Linked DNA regions of Urocitellus parryii: region 2 is linked to region 1. A link is a contact called in public Hi-C data. All regions are on one chromosome and are shown on one strand. Each heading gives the region's core, a stretch centred on a gene start, on an enhancer-like site or on the middle of the called end of the contact. The rest is flanking DNA. Distances are from core to core; before and after follow the strand shown.

Region 1 (6,082 bases), core at 900-3,399:
CTTCTAATACCCTTTCTTGCTCCCCTCTGACAAGTGAGCAGGCCCCCAGTAAGGAACAGGGAACAGCAAGTGCCCAAACTATCACTCTGGTGCAGAGGGGCTTGATTCTAACCCAGATTGTGCTGTTATCCCTGGGACTTCTCCCCTCCCTGGGCTTCATTTCTTTGTCTGTCAAACAAAGAGGGTGGCCCAAGTACGGTGTTCTCAGGTGGCTCACCCTGACCCATTTCTCTCCAGGGCCGAGTCTCACCTTTGCACACATGGTCACCTGGATCCTCTGTAGCAGAGGACACACAGGCTGTGTTCAATCCTGGCTTTACTATGTTCTCACTGTGGTCTTGAGGGTATCACTTTATCTCCTGGAATCTCAGTTTCCGTGTCAGTTGACTGCAGCTCATTACCTGTCCTGACTAGGAGTGGGTCCCCGCCCCAGGCTGGCCCAGGGCTGGAGCTTGACCACGAGTGTTCTCTCTCCCTTCTAAGGTCAGCCTGTGCCAACAATAAAAAGAATGGTCTTTTCAGCACCTGCCAGGCTGGCCACTTGTCATTCTCATGAGCCACAAGGCAAGAACCATTTCCCTATTCCCCAAAAGGAAAGCGAGGACACCAGGAAAAACTAAGACTTCTTGGAAGTTAAAGATGGGATTGTTGGGCTGGGGATGTGGCTCAAGTGGCAGTGTGCTCGCCTGGCAGGCGCGCAGCGCTGGGTTCAATCCTCAGCACCACATACAAATAAAGATGTGTCCGCCGAAAACTAAACAATAAATATTTTAAAATTCTTTCTCTCTCTCTCTCTCTTAAAAAAAAATTTTTTTAAAATGGGATTGTTCAGGGGCTCAGGTTGTGGCTCAGCAGTCGAGCACTGGCCTAACAAGTGCAAGTTGCTGGGTCTGATCCTCAGCACCACATAAAAATAAATAAATAAAATAAAGTTATGGGACTGGGATTGTGGCTCAGCGGTAGAGTGCTCGCTAGCACGGGTGGGACTCGGGGCCGATCCTCAGCACCACATAAAAAATAAAGGCATTGTGTTGTGTCCATCTACACCTAAAAAATAATTATGTTTTAAAAAACGGGATTGTTCGGTCTGGGAGTGTAGCTCAGCAAGAGTGCACCTGCCTAGCATTGCAAGTCCCGGAGTTCCATCCCCAGCACCATTTGCACAAGATTGCTAAAAGAAAAATTCTATATGAAAGCTGAGAGAGACGAAATTGAAGACTAGAAGTATAGCATCAGCGAATATGAGCAACAGGCGAGGCCCCAAGGGTGGAGGGTGTGTGGCCACTTGCCGCCAGCAGATGAAGTCTGCGGAGTCCCGGGGAGGGCAGGGCCCACGGGTCACACCATCAAAGCCGTGGCAGGCACCTGGTTACAGTCACTGAAGGCACCTCACCGACAAGCACTCACGTCTACCGACAAACGGCCCAAGTCCCTGCCTTGCGCTGGCACGGTGGTGGGCACAGATCCGCTGGCCGGGAGGCCACTTTCTCTTGGGAAGACAAGCCACGAACAGAACAACGTCAATTGCAGGGGGGCGGGAGGTGCAGAGCTGGGGATGCACGGTGCGGTCCCGCATGCACCATCAGAGAGACCCGGGCGCAGCGCGGGGAGGAAACGGGGGAAGGAGCACAGGCCTGCGCCCGCCGGGCCGAGGGCCGAGGGGAGGCCGCCGCACTCGGGCCTGGGCCCCACGGGACCTCGCTGGGTGGGGGGGCACCACCCAGCCGTGGGTCAGGCCCTGAGCCTTACCAGCAGCAGCCCGTCTTGGAGTCCCAGGTGGGGGCACTGAGACCAGAGGGGCCAGGCACTCGCCCCAGGACAGGCCGTGCTGGGCGGCTGCTCTCAGGCCCGGGTGCGCGATCCCGGCGCCGGCCGCGCTGGGGCTGGGGGGAGGCAGGCGGACCGTGAGGACGCGGCGGGTTCCCAGCCCGAGCGTCCGTCCCGGAGGCCCGGCGGGCGCCCGGGGGAACACACCGACTGGGCACGCGACGCGCGGACCGCGGGGAGCGTCCGTCCGCCCGCTCCTCCCAGGAGCCCGATCCCGTGGTCCGGCGTCCCCGCGGCGCGCCTGCGCTTCGCCCCTCCCGCCCGCCGCGCAGCCTGCTGGGACTTGTAGTCCGGCGGCTGCCGGCCCGGACGCCGGGACTCGGAGTCCCAGAGAGCCGCGCGACCGCCACGACGCCTCCGCTGCCGCCGTCTTCTCGCGGGCTAGGGGCCCCGGGCGTTCCGGGAGAGCGAGGCGGCGCTGGGAGCCCGCGGGCGCTGCGGAGCGGGCCGGGAGGCTGGGATGGAGCCCCCCGGAGGTGGGCGGGCCGCGCCTGCCGGGCGGGGAGGCCGGGGCGCGGGCCGGGCGGAAGCGGGCGGAGGGAGGCGGCCGGCGGGGCCTCCCGGCCGACCCCGCTGACGAGCGGCCTGCGTCCCCAGGGGCCTGAGCGAGCGGGCCGAGCGGGCCTCCGGGCCGCGGACCGACGGCCGCGCGGACATGGCTCACCTCCGCGGCTTCGCGCACCAGGTGAGGCTCGGCGGCCGCGCGTGCGGGCGGTGGTGGTGGCGGAGGGCGGCGGCCGCAGGCCTGGCGGCGCGGCCCGCGGCGGAGGGGGCCGGAGGTGGCCCTGCGGGCGCGCCGGTCAGCAGGTGCGGGGCCGCTGGTGCGGAGCCCGCCGGGCACCGGTGCCGGCAGCGAGGCCAGGAGGCCGAGGCGCCTTCCCCGCCGTCTGCTGCTGCGGAGCCGACGGGACAGGAGCGTGGCGCGGCCGCGGGGCCGAGGCAGTTGCCGGCCTCCCGCTGCGTGGCCGTGGCCGCTGGCTCCCAGCGCCCCGCGGGCGGCCCGACCCTGGCGCCGTGGCCGCTGGCTCCCAGCGCCCCGCGGGCGGCCCGACCCTGGCGCGGTGCGCGCTCGCCTGCCGCGGACACTGCCCTGGGCCCTCCGCCGTGGGCCCTCCTCCCGGGGCCGCGTCCTTGAGCGCTGGGCGTGCGAGGCACAGGAAGCGCGCCCGCCACCTGGGGCAGGAACTGGGTCCCCGCTCCTGGGAGGAAACCGGGAACCGCCTGGAAGCCCGAACGGCACCCGCGGCCAGGGTCCCTAGGCCAGGTGGGGTCAGACGGCGACGGGGCTTGCTGACCTGGGCGGAATTAAGCCAACGATTTTCCTTCGGTTTTGCCATTTCGTGTCTGGTAGTTACATGTTGGAGATCCTGGGAGAAAAACCCATCTTCAGCCTATTTGTAAGAGCTGCAGGATCAGCTTCTGTGGGTCACAGAATGACACGGTGGAACTGTGTGCTGCCCTGTGGAGGGAGCACGGGATGCTGGTGAAGGGACCGCAGAGGCAGGGAGCACCTCTGTCCGGGGCCAGTGGCTCCTCTCGGGTGTGAGATACTTGTGACATTGGCAAGAGACCTTGTGGGTGCTATGCTGGCACTTGGCCTGTCGAGCAGCCCCTTGCTGGGATAACAGGGCACAGTGCCCCCACAGCCTGGACTTACTCCCTCCACCTGGCCAGTTCCTGCCAGGTGGTAAGCACCGAGCCCTCCCTTTTGGGTGGTGGCAGGAGTGTCTCCCGCCATGTACATGGGTTGCTCCTCATGACTGACAAGACAATTGGCACACAGGCAGAGCCCCCCAGACCTGGCCACCCCAGGGCTGATATGGAGAACTGGGGTCTCTATTGCCAGAACTAGTTGAGTCTCTGAGCAGTCCATCATATCCACCATCCTGATGAGGAATCATATGCCCCTGAATTGTGAGTTGCTTAGCCTTGGGAACAGGGCTGTTCTTATAATGAAGTTATAGGGTCAGCGTATAATTATAGGGTCTTCTGCTAAGACTGACTGACCCACGGCATTGAGCACCCAGAAAGCAAGGCATGTGGGGCTTGAGGCTGCCACCTTCCCTGCTGAATCCAGAACTCTGCTGTGGCATCTGTACTTTCTTCTGCTCTGAGGCAGTAGAGTTCTGAGTGCCTGGCCTGGGGGTGCCCTGGACAGACATGACTCTGGGCCCTCAGAGGGGGCAGGAGCAGAGCAGTAAGACACTCTGAGGAGAGGGAAGGCCCTGAGAGTTGGAGGGTGATGGTGCCCCACCTTTGCCAGGTTTTCTTCTCAGGCCATCTTAGAAGGCAATGGACTGTGTCTTCAGAGTGACAGGGGATGTGCGCCAGGCAAGTCCGAAGTCTCCAGGACAGCTTCAGCTCCCTCATAGTGTCTTGGGATTATGCCAGGGTGGGTTTGTGATTGAAGCAGAAGGATTGGTAAGGCATCATCGTAGAGTGCCAGGGAATCATTGGTGGGCTCATGGTGGGGGCGGAGAAGGTGACCTTGGGCCTGGTGGAGGAGAAGCAGAGCTGCTGCTTAGACCTGGTCTTGGCACTGGTATTCAGGACTGAGCCAGGAACAGGGTGGTCCCCACCCAGAACAGAACCACCTACCCATCAGCACCCGCTGGGCGGTTGAGTTGGTGCTGAGCCCGCAGACCTCTAGGGGTCTTTCCTTTCAGATAGAGCCTGGGTCTGATTTGATCTGTGTTGCCCACCCCTAGGCTGAGAATAGCCTAATAATCAGCCATGATCTCATGGACTTTTATGGCTCCTTTTTCAAACATGTCAATAGGAGTGGAGATGTGGGGGCAAATGCTGCCTGCCCAGGCCAGCACAGCTAGTGGGACCCCAGGGAGCACTCAGCTTTCTCTGCCTAAGATACCTCAGTTGGGACTTTTAGGACTTCATGGTGTGCACTGGCTTTAGGACTGGGCAGTGAGGAAGATCACTAGCTGGACTGGTTGCCTCTTAACTACTCAAGCCAGAGAACTGTGGACAGCTCAGCCAGCCTGCTTGGAAGGATCAGGAGGCTGCCATGCTGAGCTGCTGTTCTTGTCCCAGGGCTCCTCTCCCTCCCTTCTTTCCATTCCCACTGGGCACACTCTGCAAAGTTCCTGTCATCTGTGGAGCCTGGTGCCTAGAAAGGGGTTACAGAGTGGCAGCTTCTGTGCTTTCCAGGTGGTTCTCTGTGCTGTGCCCGCCCTCCCTCCTTGGTCACACACCCTGGGAAGGCAACTAGTCGACAATTTTAGATCGAAACGTCGTCTTAGACGGGACTCAGTCTGCCCAGCACCAAGGCAGCTGTGGTGCACAGGTGTCTGCTCTTGGAGGATGGGGCTTCTTTCTCAGAAGCATGGTGAGCACACCCCTCCAGGACAGGCCCTTTTGTTAGGACTGAGAGGCTAGCACTGGAGTGGTCAGTGGCTGTGGTAGGACAAGGTGTGATTCTGCCTTTTGGTACCTAGCCACCTGTAATAAGGTGCCATTGGTGGGGAAGCACTTCTAGTGCAAGTGAGACCTGGGCCGGGCTAGAGTACGTCAGACAAGACTCAGGGCGCCACCCTCAGCCCTGGTTCAGCCTCGCCCAGGCCCCCAGCCTCCTGGGCCCTGGGTGCACTGGTACTCTAGGCGAGCTCCTCACCTGAGCCTGTGGAGACAGCACTGTCAGTGGGTTGTGGTACACAGTGTCCTCGAGGCCTAGGACATCTCATGGAAAGAGGCCAGGGTGTGCCCAGTGGCACCCTGGAGGACTCTGCTCTGTCCATCCTCTGCACAGAAGACCAGGAGCCATCTTTGCCTGGTGTGCTCAGGCAGCCCTGGCTCAAAGTCCAGAGTGTGGTTTGGGCCTTCTTTTGGACACGGTCTCTGCTGGCCTGGTGCTGACCCTTGGAGTGTGCTGGGCTGTGCACAGAGCACCTTCTGCACTGTTGGCTCAGCAGCTCTTAGGCTCTGTCCCCATCTGAGGACTGTGAAGGGAAGCCATTTGTGTTGGTTGGATGTCCAGAATCAAGCACCCAAGAAAGCATTGGCGTCGGCTCAGTGCTTCAGGAGGGGACAGGAGTGCCGAGGATGTGTTTAGCCCACGCTAGATTTTTAATTTTTGGGGGGGGGGGGTTACCAGAAATTGAGCTCAGGAGCACTCGGCTACTAAGCCACACCCCCAGCCCTGTTTTGTCTTTAATTATTTAAAGACAGTGTCTCGCTGAGTTGCTGAGCGCCTTGCTTTTGAGCTGGGATTACAGGTGTGTGCCACCACACCTGACCTGTG
Region 2 (5,968 bases), core at 216-2,715, 130 kb before region 1:
CCCCAGGAGAGTGGTTTTCATCTGTTTTGTCCACTTCTGGAGTCACAGGGTCTGGAACAATGACCAGCACACACCTGGCATTCAACAGTAAATGCAGTTTACAGAAGAAATACCTATAAGAACCATCAGTACCTGCATTACATGTGGCCAGGGAAGGCAGATCTTCAAAGACCAGGGAAAGGTGGGCCATTCCACACTGTGTCAGAAGGAGAACACCATACCCTAATAACATCACACACATTAGGTTCTAGGTTGTTTTGTACTGGGGACTGAACACAGTGCCACTGAGCTATATCCCTAGTTCTTTCTTTTAAAATAGGGTCTTACTAAGTTACTGAGGCAGGCTTCAAACTGGCAATCCTCCTGCCTCAACCTCCTGGGTTACTGGGATCACAGGCACATGCCACCCAGCACAGCTATCTTATTGTACATTTTTATCAGACCCAACAGAGACTTTCAAATGCAAGCAACTTTTCTACTTTGATCCTGAGAGCAGCAGCGTTTGATGTCCTATTAAGATGTCTTTATCATATGACTACAAAACTCTATTACAACAAATTATCAACCTGAACATGATTTTCATATTCAAGGTAACGTGACATTAAACTGTGCTTCCGACCTTAACCACCTCTCTCAATAACCTTAGGTATTCCCACTCCATGTCCCCCAAAAAACAGTTTGACAGTGTCTGACACTCATTCTAAAAACACAAACTTCAGGACATGCACATGTGGCCGACACTCCTCGGGCAGCCGGACGAGTGAGGGCCTCACGGTGCCCTCTGTTCCCGGGCTCAGCCAGCTCCGCCGCGGCCATGAACAGAACAAAGCAGCCGCCACGCTCTCGGGGGACCCGACGGAAGCGCTCCCGGCCGCGCCGAGCAGGGCCCTGGAAGGAAGGCCAGCGGTGGGTTCCCCGGGAAAGGCAGAACCGGCGCTGCCGGGAACGTCAAGAGCGGTCTACAGCGTGCCCGGGCCTCGGGCGAACGACGCCTGGGTACGGACGCGCCTCCGAGCCACCTCGCCCGGAGGCCTCCCTCCCCGAGGCGGCTCGCCGGACCCCGCAGGCAGGACGGGCTGACGTCCCCGTCCCCCGTCCCGCCAGCGAAGAGAGGAGCGCGGCGCCTCGGGGGCCCGCCCGACAACTTCGCGGGAGTTGGGCGCTCGGCGTCCCCACCCGGCGGACCCAGCCGCTCCGCTGCCCTCCGCGGCCTTCAAGCCCGCGAGCCCGGCCAGGAACTCCCGCGGGCTGAGGGCGCGGGACCGGTGAGTACTGTCTCTGCCCGCCGCAGGCCCCGGGCCGGGCCGGGCAGGCGAGCGAGCGAGCACCGCCGCTAGAGGCCCGAGGCTGTACTGCTCACCTGCGTCCATCTTCCCCGGCGGCGGCCGACTGACCGCGGCGTCGCTCCGACGGCCGCAGCGCGACACAGCGACGGGAAGCCGCGGGGGCCAAGTGCGCCACGGAACGCGGGCACCGCCATGTCGGCGTACGGCAGCCGCAGGGGGCGGGACTCGTGGGGCTCAAGCCCTCGGCTGGCTGGCGGTGTTGGGGTGCGGGCGGGCGTGGCCCTGAAGCCGGACGACGGGTCGCGCACGCGTGTTGCCGCACGGCCTCGCCGGCCCGGCGGCGGCCGCCGATTGCGGCGGGCCGGCGAAGCGCGCCGCCATCTTGCCGTACGGCGCGGCCGGCCCACGTCCCGGCCGTGTCGCCGCACTCCCTCGGGGCGGGCCGGGCGGCGGGCGGCGAGGCCGGAGCCTGGCGGCGCCCTGGGCCGAGCCCGCGATGGTGATCTGCTGCGCGGCCGTGAACTGCTCCAACCGGCAGGGCAAGGGCGAAAAGCGCGCCGTCTCCTTCCACAGGTACGCGGCCCGCCGCTCGGCCCGCCACGCCCCCGGCCCGGCCCGGCCCGCGGGGAAACTGAGGCCGCGCGGCGGGCGCGGGAGGACGGGCGGCGGGCGCGGTACCGCATGACCTTGGCCCGGCCGCCGTCCCTGGGCCGGCGCCGCGAGCCGAGGGCCGCCGAGGCCGCGCGGCGTCTACAGCCCGCGTCCCGCTCCGCGCCGCAGGCCCTCGCGGCACCCGGCCGCGGCGCCCGGGACCTGCGCGACCCTCGGGGACTGGCTCGGCGGGTGCAGCCCGGGCGGGGTGGGAGGCGGCGGCGCCAGGCTCGCAGCCGCCGCGGGCCGGGGAGACCGGCGACCCCGGACCCGTCCGCGTCGGAGCACGTGCCCCAGAAGTTGGCGGCGCAGGCCGAGCCGAGCCGGCGAGCGGGCGGCGGGCGGTCGTAACGGCCTGAGGCGCAGCGGGCCGGGCCCACGGGCCTCCGCCGAGAGGGGTTAGGAGGTCACGTGGCCCCGACGTCCGCACCTTCCTGCGGCCCGTCCTGGCCCACAGCAGCCTCAGGTGGGTTGGAGGACCCCAGGTGGACGGAGCCCAGAGAGGTGTCGTGCGGGCGCCTCTGCGCCACGATGAAGTGGTGGTCGAGGGTCTCGGTTAGCAGATGTAGGAGCTCTAATACCGTCCCTTCCGGCATCTCCCAGGACAGCTTGCCTTATTTTTCTTTTTCTGATTTTTAAAAGTTATGGCATGATGCACAAAATGTTTACTATCCTAACCATTTTTAAGTGTTCCTCTAAGTGGCACTAAATACGGTGACACTGTATGCGGTCATCTCCACCATCAAGCTAAAACTGCGTAAAGGCTAACTCCCCATTTCTCCTCCCACCTGCCCGCTCTGGGAATTTGGGTACTCTCAGTACCGCTGTGTGTGTCTTGGTGTCTGCATGGATCTGTAGCATGGATCGTGAGTACAGGCAGTACTTGTCCTGTGACCGGCTCATTTCACTCATTACATCCTTACGCTCACCTGGCTGGTGGAAGTGCACAGAAATATAGCCTTTGAGTCTTGCTCTAGAGCTGGGTCCATGCTGGGGCAGTCACCATGCCAGGCTCACTCTTTGGCCTTGTGCCCCTATATCTGCAGCCAACATTGCCTGGCTTCTCAATAGAGGAATCAGCCTCCCTGATTTAAGTGCCTATAGTCTACCTTCTAGGCACACCAGCAGGGTTGGTCAGTGGTCAGCTTCTAGAGCTACTTCCAGTTGTCCTGGTACTTTATTGCTGGAGCTTCCTGTGTGCCCATAGGGCATCTGTCACAGCCTGTGAGGAGCAATGAATTTTTCCTCTCTGCCCTATAGACTGTGGGCTCCCAAAGAGTAGACTGTTGAGCTTTCCCTATCTTATTCTAGTAGCAACTTGTAAGTACACAGTGTTCCTTAAGTTAACCAGGGGCATTTAACCATAGAGCCACATGCCCAGCCCTTTTTATTTTTTTATTTTGAGACAGGGTCTAAGTTGCTTAGGGCCTTGCTAAGTTGCTGAGGCTGCTTCGAACTCATGATCTCCTGCCTCAGCCTGTCAAGTGTCTGGGATTATAGGTGAGTGCCACCATGCCCAGCTCCTTTAAGTCTGTAGAGGAGTTATTCTTTTTTAGTTGTAGATGGACACAATACTTTTATTTTTTCATGTGCAGCTGAGGATTGAACCCAGTGCCTCACACATGCAAGGCGAGTGCTCTACCACTGAGCCCCAGCCCCAGCCCATGGAGTATTTCTTAAGCAGATGAAGTCAGTGCAGGTTTCCATGTTTGCAAAACACTTGTTTTGATTTTATAATTGGTAATTTGGGGGGGAGACATTTAATTATTTATGAGTACTTTTATCATTTATCCCGCAGGTTCCCCCTAAAGGACTCAAAACGCCTGATCCAGTGGTTAAAAGCTGTTCAGAGGGAAAACTGGACCCCCACTAAGTATTCGTTCCTCTGTAGTGAACATTTCACCAAAGACAGCTTCTCCAAAAGGCTGGAGGACCAGCACCGCCTGCTCAAGCCCACAGCAGTGCCCTCCATCTTCCACCTGACTGAGAAGAAGAGGGGGGCTGCAGGCCATGGCCGGACTCGGAGAAAGGACGCCAGCAAGGCCTCGGGGGCCATGAGGGGCCGTGGGAGCACAGCCGCCGGGAGAGGGGCCGTGAGCACCTCTCCCTCCTCTGGTGGAACCCTGATGGCCCAGCCAGAGCCCCGCAAGCTGAAGCGAGCCACTCTGCAGGGTGAGGCCACACCCAGGACCCCCCCAGATCCCAGCATCCAGGAGCAGGCCCAGCAGTGTCTGGGGAAGACCCCAGGAGATGGACCATCGGCCACCAGGGCAGGCAGCCAGGGAGAAGAAGGAGCATGTGCGGAGGAAGCCAGGGGCCAGAATGCTGGCGCCACCTGGGCCGAGGGTGGCGGGGCAGACCGGAGCGGGGTGTCCGCAGAAGATTTCACTCCCCCAGGGTCTGGGGCCTGCAGGTTCATTGGCTCACTGCATTCCTACAGTTTCTCCTCCAAACACACTCGAGAGAGGCCTTCTGTTCCCCGAGAGCCCATTGACCGAAAGAGGCTGAAGAGAGACGTGGAGCCCAGTTGCAGCGGGAGTAGCCTGGGGCCGGACAAGAGTGTGGCCCAAAGCCCTCCGAGGTCCTCACTCACTGCCACGCCACAGAAGCCTTCCCAGAGCCCCTCTGCCCCGCCCACCGATGTCACCCCGAAGCCAGCTGCGGAGGCCGTGCAGAGCCAGCAGAGCGATGCCAGCCCCATGTCCATCAACGAGGTCATCTTGTCTGCATCGGGGGCCTGCAAGCTCATCGACTCGCTGCACTCCTACTGCTTCTCTGCCCGTCAGAGCAAGAGCCAGGTGTGCTGCCTGCGGGAGCAGGTGGAGAAGAAGAATGGCGAGCTCAAGAGCCTGCGGCAGAGGGTCAGCCGTTCCGACAGCCAGGTGCGCAAGCTGCGAGAGAAGCTGGACCAGCTCAGGAGAGCGAGCTTCCCCTACCTGAGCGGCCTGCTGCCCCCCAGCCGCGGTCAGTACCGAGCGTGAGTCCCCTCCCTCCCCCTGATGTGGTTTTCCTGCAGCAGGGCTGGGTCACCTACTCCCTGGGTCTGGGATGGGACCTGATAGTAGCCACACTTTGTGGACAGGGGACTCAGATTAGATAGCTGACCTCACTTGTTCCTGGGTGTGTGGAAGTGTGGGCAGTTCACTGAAGGTCAGCCTGCACCCCACTGCACAGTGGGCCTCTGGTGGACCCCAGAAGTCTGCTCCCTGTCCATGCTCCCAGAGCCAAGTTCCAGGCAAGTTAGAATCTCACAGAGATAAAGCAGAGTGAGTAAACTCTCAGAGAAATGCAGGACACCCTTCCATTACTGTTTTCTGAATGTCCTTGAGGCTAAATCATTTTGAACACCCATAATCATTTCTTTAAACATCTATCCAGTGTTGAAACATCTATTCAAGTACGATACAGTCTGTTCTGTAAAAATTAAAACACTACAGAAATATGGGCTAAGAAGTGCTGAGAATTCCCTAGTTCACCTACCTCCCAATTCTGGTCTCTGTTAGTATTAAAAAACTTGGTCTGTACTCTTCCATCTTACATTCTTTGCCATTGCACAATAGGTTTCTCCCTGTGTTTTCATGTATTTATTGGCTGTTTGTTTTCACTTTGTTTTAGTTTTACGTACTTTCAAAGTAGACTTCAAGGTATAATGTTTTATATGTTAAGGATAGTGTCCTTTCCCTGTGGCGTGCATGTGGAAAGCGCTTTCCTGCCCCATGCTGGTGGGGTGAGAGTTTCCAGGGCTCCTGAACTTGTTTCCAGTACATGCTGCAGCTAATCTTTTGGAATTATTAATTTTATTGCTTAAGTTTTCATGATGTGGTCTCTTAAAGCAATCTGATTTTTTAAATCTTTGGGGGTTTTGTGCTGAAGACGGGGTCTGATCTTGGAATGCACGTCTCCACCAGCTGGTTGCATTGTTCTCTGCAGGCTTCCTGTCAGGCACTCAGTCTGTGGGTTTCTGCAGAGGGGTCAGCCTTTTCCTGGGGTTCTGGAGGTGCCCTTTCTTCCTGTGCCTCTGCCAAGTTCTG

Evidence for each region. A called contact is a pair of places that touch in the nucleus more often than the background predicts.
Region 2: a Hi-C map of muscle shows a contact between it and region 1, with 3 times the contacts expected there. The contact joins the promoter of Atg4b here to the promoter of Stk25 in region 1. A contact is called at or near these places in 2 of 2 Hi-C or Micro-C datasets (liver and muscle).

Annotation. Positions count from the first base shown.
Region 1 is chr1:283,802,577-283,808,658 of mUroPar1.hap1, reverse strand. It overlaps Stk25 (serine/threonine kinase 25), which reads left to right and starts at 2,149. Exons shown (of 12, transcript XM_026414795.2): 1 at 2,149-2,303; 2 at 2,425-2,512. The coding sequence starts at 2,483. It also overlaps the pseudogene LOC113201173.
Region 2 is chr1:283,930,233-283,936,200 of mUroPar1.hap1, reverse strand. It overlaps Atg4b (autophagy related 4B cysteine peptidase), which reads right to left and starts at 1,465. Exons shown (of 13, transcript XM_026381985.2): 1 at 1,361-1,465. The coding sequence starts at 1,370. It overlaps Thap4 (THAP domain containing 4), which reads left to right and starts at 1,694. Exons shown (of 6, transcript XM_026381988.2): 1 at 1,694-1,859; 2 at 3,736-4,901. The coding sequence starts at 1,783.